Linked DNA regions of Mus musculus: region 1 is linked to region 2. A link is a contact called in public Hi-C data. All regions are on one chromosome and are shown on one strand. Each heading gives the region's core, a stretch centred on a gene start, on an enhancer-like site or on the middle of the called end of the contact. The rest is flanking DNA. Distances are from core to core; before and after follow the strand shown. Region 1 overlaps Pde4b (phosphodiesterase 4B, cAMP specific). Region 2 overlaps Jak1 (Janus kinase 1).

Region 1 (2,856 bases), core at 35-2,534, 1.3 Mb after region 2:
AGTGACTCAACACGTCTGGGTCTGATTTTCTCATCTGAGAAATGGATCACCATAAGGGAAGAATTAGTCAATTGTATTTAAACAGTTTAGTGTTTAGGGTTTAGTGCTAGAGCAAAGGCACTCAGTGCATGCTAATTGGTGGTACAGTTTTTTTTTTCTCTCCCATTTTTTTAAACAATTATCTTATTTATTTGTTTGTTTATTTGTTTGTTTATTATTGTGTGTACTTGTGGTGTGTGTGTATGTGTGTGTGTGTGTGTATCCACTTGCACGCTCACTTATAAAACTGAGGCAGTTTGCAGAAGATCTTTTCTTTCCGTCTTGTGGAGACCTGAGATAGAACTCAGGCTGCAGCTTTGGCAGGAAGCACCTTTGCTGGCTGAGCCTTCTCACTGGCCCCAAAGACGGCTTTTCTGAGTTAGGGTGCATTCAGATGAGGAAGTGTTTTCTCTCAGCAACAAATGACCTGCAGGACTTGGCAACTGTCCAGCTGTTACAGCTTTGGGGAACTTGAAGCAATGTCTGTGGGGTAGAATTAGTTTCAAAAGCTTGTGATGATAGCCCAGACTGCCATCTACTAACAGCATGGACGAGCCTTTTTATTCTCTTTGGCTATATAACTATTTCTCTAGATGCTCAACACAAGCCCACACCTCTGTATTCCCTATCCTCCATGTCAGGAAAGGACACCCCAGAAGAACCTAACAGATAGCCAGGCCAAGTAAACACTCACCGGAAGGAAATGGGGAACTCTGGACCGGAAAAGACGTTTCACACATTTGTAAGCTCAAGTCTTCTAGGTATTCAGTGACTTACTGCCAAACAAATCTTCATTTCTGCATGCAGCTACCCAGTGTAGTCACCTTGACAGACAGTGACTCCTCCATGTGTGCCTGCTGTAGTCAGTGCCAAACATGTACACAAATGTGTCTTCAGTTGGTTTGTTACTTTTTTGTCCAGGGTTCCTCAGAAGAATTTTGTCAACACATTAGGTCTCTTCCTCTGTGATCGACTATTCTCTTTTCCTTCTCTCTCTCTCAAAGAGAGTTCAGCTGTCTTCTCTCACCTCCTGCCCCTAGGACCCCTAGTCTTCCCAGCTACCTTCTATATAGACTTCCTAAAACAAGCAGTTCGGATTGCTGCTTCTGTTTCCTGCTGCCTGCTGTGGGTAGCTGCTCTCAGTTCATTTTACCTGAAATCAGGCATGCCCTCCCTTCTCCTATCACCCATCTGTCCAGTTGGACACATATTAACTTAAAAAATATCTCATAGAAAAGAAGAAGTGATGTTTTCACAAATTAGACCCAGATCCTGTTCTCAAGTTTACACAACAAAGACTGCACAGACAGGGACTTATTTAATTTCAGTTTCTCAATGTAGATGCCACCCTTAGGGACAAAATAGCTGCAAAGCAATTAGCTACAGGTTACTGGTTAAGTAAAGGGTACCACGCAGCCCTGCCAAGTTGACACCTCAAGCCGGTTTTATTGTGGGCAACAACTGCCCACCAAAGCACATAACCTGTCTCAAAGAGTAGCCCAGCTTGAATGATGCCTACTTGTTAGAGGTAAGATGTTTAAAGTCAAGGAAAATGAAAGTCTCCATGCACCAGACATCTTGCTTCAATTTCAAGTTCACGGCATTGTTCTAGAAATCAGACAGGGTGTGTGTGCGCAGGGCCAGAAGTGCAAAGCTTTGTCTTTGCATGCCCCTGGACAGTATGTACATTAACTGTAGTGTCACAAAAATGTTACTGTTCTCACCAACCACTCTTCTTGCACAGCCAATCAAAAGAGAAACCTGTGGGTTTCAACTTTACAAAAACCCACTTCCTAGATCTCAGAACCAATTACTGAAAGACTCAATTGAGATTCATTATCTTTAAAAAGTTAATTTGCCTTGAATGTCTTGAGGGAGATTAGTGTGCCTGGAAGGTCCTCTTTATGTGCATTGCTGAGATCAGCAAGGTAGGGTTCAAAAGGTCTATACCTTCTCTTCAGAATTCAGAAAATTGAATTCCAGTCTGACTCACAAAGTGATCTTTCTGTCACTCAGAATGCTCCTGACACTGTGAAGAACCCACTAACACCAGACATCGCTCCTATCCTCGTACCAGACTGTGTTGACAACGGTTCCCAGCTTGAGTTTTCTGAGGTGGACAACTCATCGCAGGGCAGTATGTGCCTTTCAGACCAGTGTCAAGATAACATCAGCCAGAGCATTCACATAAGACAGCACAGACTATCACATACCCTCCCTCTCTTCCTCACCTCACTTGTCTTTCTATCTTCTTTTTTTTTTTTTTTGTCTTGTAATGTAGTCCAGGCTATCCCAGAACTCCTGTCCCTTCCATCTCTGCAGTACTGAGACTACAGGCATAGGCCCCATCGCACTCCCAGGTATCTTTTTGTGAAGAGCTGCATCAGCATGTTACTGAAGAAACACAACTGAGGGCGCTATCTGTGGCTTAATGAGTCAGCAGCTCACCATGTTTCTTTGCCCCCAGGTCTTGCCTTTTCTTCAGGTCTTAAGCGACTTGTTTTGCTCAAGTCCTGAAAACATTTACTTCCACGTCATCTTCCGCTACAGGAGCCATGCTTCTTCCGTTCCCTTTCTGGGTGCCTTGGGGGGGGGGGGGTCACGTTCCCTTTCTGGGTGCTTTGGGGGGTCACTCTTTGCTCTGCTCCTCAGGATTTTGGATAGACTCTTTCGTGCAAACAGAAAAGCTCCCCCAAATTATGGTTATTTACTTCAACAAAATGGTTCCGGAAAATCCACTTAAATTCTTTTCTACTCTCAACGTGGGTCGTTTCTTTCTAAAAGATCTGGCATGGAACACAAGCCATAGGCAGATAT
Region 2 (3,168 bases), core at 283-2,782:
ATGATTTAGCCAGGGTTCACACAGCAGGATCTGAGGTGAGGGAAGGCTCCTTTGGGAAATGGTCAGGTATGATGGCACATGCCTATAATCTCAGCACCTGAGAGCAAACAGTGAGTTGGAGAATAGCTTAGGCTGTCTCCAAAAGAATAATAAAACAAATGACAAAAGTCAGTCTCAAGAAGCCGGGGACCATGTCTGTTTCATGTTCTGCTCTATGCCTACAGCCTAGAACATAACGAATGCTCGACAAGTTACCAGGCTCGTGCATGCTAGGCAAGCACTCTATTTCCCAGTTCCCAACAAGACTTTGTTAAATGTAGGAAGCACCAGGGGTGAACTGAATGAGGAACACAGATGCCTTGAGGCTAGGGAACTCTGTGAAAAAGGAAAGTACAAGCTATATGCAGATGAAAGGGAAAAGCAACTTAGAATAGGATCCTAGAAATCTTGCTAATGAAGCTAGAACCTCACATGTGGCTTAGGAGTAGGCCATTTCCCAAACTTTACTAAGATAAACAGCAAACACAATGCATGACCAGGTCTGCCAGGCCTGGGTTACATAGGATCTAAGGAATTTATCCTTTGTAAGCTGCCTTCCAAATTCAGACATAGTACAGAATCCTCTGGGAATCAGGTAGACCTGACATAGTCCCTGAACACACCGTGTACTTCCTTTAGCTGGACCAGTACCACTGGGGAAGTGACAACTCACAGATGATCTCCCTGTTCCACTTTCTTGCACGGGATGACAATGAGTTCTCACATGGGAGTTCTAATTCTTGGATTCTGATAAGAAAGTTCCCAAAACTCTGTAGAAATTCCAAGGCACAGTTCACAGAACCCACACACAGACTAGTGTAAATAAACTGCTAAGCAATAGGTTACAACACTGGTTACATGAGTACAATAAGGGCCCCTCAAATCTTCTTTTGTTCTGTTTTCATTCATATGGTCTTTTTTTTGTTTACATTCATATGTTCTGTTTTCTCTATGCTGGGTACAGTTCTATAAGAAACTGTTAACTCCTCTGCCTAAGCTCAAGAGACAGGAATTGTCAACATCCTTATCTGTACTCTAGATCAGAACAAAGGCTCAAAGAGACTCAGCAACCTAACCACAGAGCTTGCTAAGCCAGAGAGGAAGGCTTCACAGAGCATCCAGGCACAGCTCTAGTCTGACTTTCCTGGGGTACAAATCTAAGTACCAGAAACTGGCTTCAGTCATCTGGGTGCTCCTTTTTTCTGAGCCCATTCCTTGCACGGTTCTCTTTTGATGCTAGCCTGGGAAAATACAATTTAAATAAAAAGGCTCTGTACAGCCATCTTGAGGAGGGAAAGGAGTCAAATACAATGAGGCTATTTGACTGGTGGCACGAGGGCAGACAGAGGCTGGTGGCCGACCATCTGGGAATCAGAGAGTAGGATGAGTCTAGAGTGGCTCAGGCTTGGTTATCTGTGTGGGGACCTGCACTACACTTGACCTGTGAGAGAGGGAGCCATTTCACCATCATAAGGATGTTTCGTTCAAGAAAGCTGTGCCCTCCTCAGGTTGCTAAGTGAAACAGATGAGACCATGCCCAGAAGAGCTTTCTTTAGTATGCAGTAAAGGCTTCACTACTGGCAGCCACTGTCGTCATGATCAACCACCACCTTAGTCTTCCACCAGAGCGTTCCAGCCTTGTGCATCAGAATGCAGACATCTTCTACAAGGAGCAACTAAGTGGAAATCAGCATCACACCTGCCCATCCTGAGGAGGCCCCAGGGAATAGGTACTGACACATGTTCAGTGGTGTGTGGGCCTGAGTGCTGGGCCTGACCAAGGGCTTACTTATCTATCATATGCTTCTGTCTGGCTTCCTGGCTTTTCCCTGCCTTTTCTCTATTCCACAAAGCGATGTATACTGCAGTGTAAAACCTAGATCAGAGTATCTGGCTCTGGGAACCCTAGTTACAAGTGCAGAGAAATTGAGCAACCTGTAACGACACTCTTTGTGTTACACATTCCTGATTTTAGCTCTTCTCTAATTTGCAGGTTCTGAGAACTAATACGAGGACGATCCACACTGGGCTCCTCAGCTTTCTCTCCCTCCCCTCAGATGAGATACCCTGTGTCCCAGAGATAGCTGACCACAGTACCTATTCCTATGCAAAGCATATGAAGATGGAATGGGGAGGACATATCAGTGTATTCAGGTCAGACAGGGTGTTCAAATCTCCAATCTTTGTTCACTTGGAGTCTTGGCCAAGCATCCTGAATTCTTCTGATAATTAAATGGTCTACAACATGGAAGGCCTTCAAACAGGCAGACCAAACACTCACTAAGATGTCAGTAGCCATTGTTATTATTCACTGTCACTACTATACTACTGCTGATGCCATCAGCTGTGAAGCCTTGAGCAATTCACTGAATATCCCTGAAACCAACTTCCTATGTGGAAAAAAAAAAAACAATAAACAATAAGATAGTCACTACACTACTTTGAAAGTAGTAGGTACTGCTACAGTGGAAGCTGCTCAAATATTATCACCCAATGGGACAGTCCTGCACAAGATCTGGTGTGCATTCTAGGCTTCCCATGAATCACAGAGCAGTGAGTGAAAACTCAGACCTTCAGAGTTCTAAAGCAAGTGAGAAAAGTAGACAGAAGGCACTCTCAGTGCTCCGTTTCAGAAGAGCCTCGGGAAAAGCCACCCAAGTATTCAACGCTGTTCCCCCACTCTTCCCTCCAAAGCTACTGGCTTCCAGTCTCTGCTGTTAGAGGTGGTAGCTACATCAGAGGTCTGTATCAGCAACCTTCAAGTAAAGCACATCCTAGCCCCTGGCCTTCTCAATTCCGTGGATGCTGTCTTCTCCCGGGGACCATGATCCCTAGGGAAGTTAGATCTTCTTTTAACACCAGAAGGGAGGTCATGTAAAAAATAAGACCATTGGGCTTTAAAGCCCTAAGGAGCTCTGAGGTTTCATGGCCAAGAGGCAGGTGTGTTTTCGCCCTTTGTGGCACACTGGCTAGCATGAAAACAAAGGCTGCAGTTACTCTGAGGCTGGCAGGTAACCCTATCTGATCAACAAGAACACAACCTTCCTCTTTCACCAAATTCAGGAACTTGCCTTTTGCTGAGACTAAAATATAATTCACACATTGTAAACTCAAAGCCCTGGGCTAGAA

Evidence for each region. A called contact is a pair of places that touch in the nucleus more often than the background predicts.
Region 1: a Hi-C map of CD8 T cells shows a contact between it and region 2, with 4 times the contacts expected there. The contact joins two enhancer-like sites. A contact is called at or near these places in 3 of 484 Hi-C or Micro-C datasets (CD4 T cells, CD8 T cells and regulatory T cells) and 2 of 115 datasets of contacts at active chromatin or transcription factors (double positive thymocytes and thymic regulatory T cells).

The regions. Positions count from the first base shown.
Region 1 is chr4:102,516,732-102,519,587 of GRCm38.p6, forward strand. All of the region lies in intron 5 of Pde4b (phosphodiesterase 4B, cAMP specific), which reads left to right. Among named protein-coding and RNA genes, the nearest start is that of Gm52668, 2.7 kb to the left of the region's middle. Within about 2 kb of position 1,285, at least 24 of the 459 cell types and tissues checked have an H3K27ac peak or open chromatin away from gene starts, as enhancers often do. A contact at or near this core is called in CD8 T cells and regulatory T cells, where this site is marked.
Region 2 is chr4:101,166,854-101,170,021 of GRCm38.p6, forward strand. All of the region lies in intron 11 of Jak1 (Janus kinase 1), which reads right to left. Among named protein-coding and RNA genes, the nearest start is that of Gm24468, 18 kb to the right of the region's middle. Within about 2 kb of position 1,533, at least 66 of the 459 cell types and tissues checked have an H3K27ac peak or open chromatin away from gene starts, as enhancers often do. A contact at or near this core is called in CD8 T cells and regulatory T cells, where this site is marked.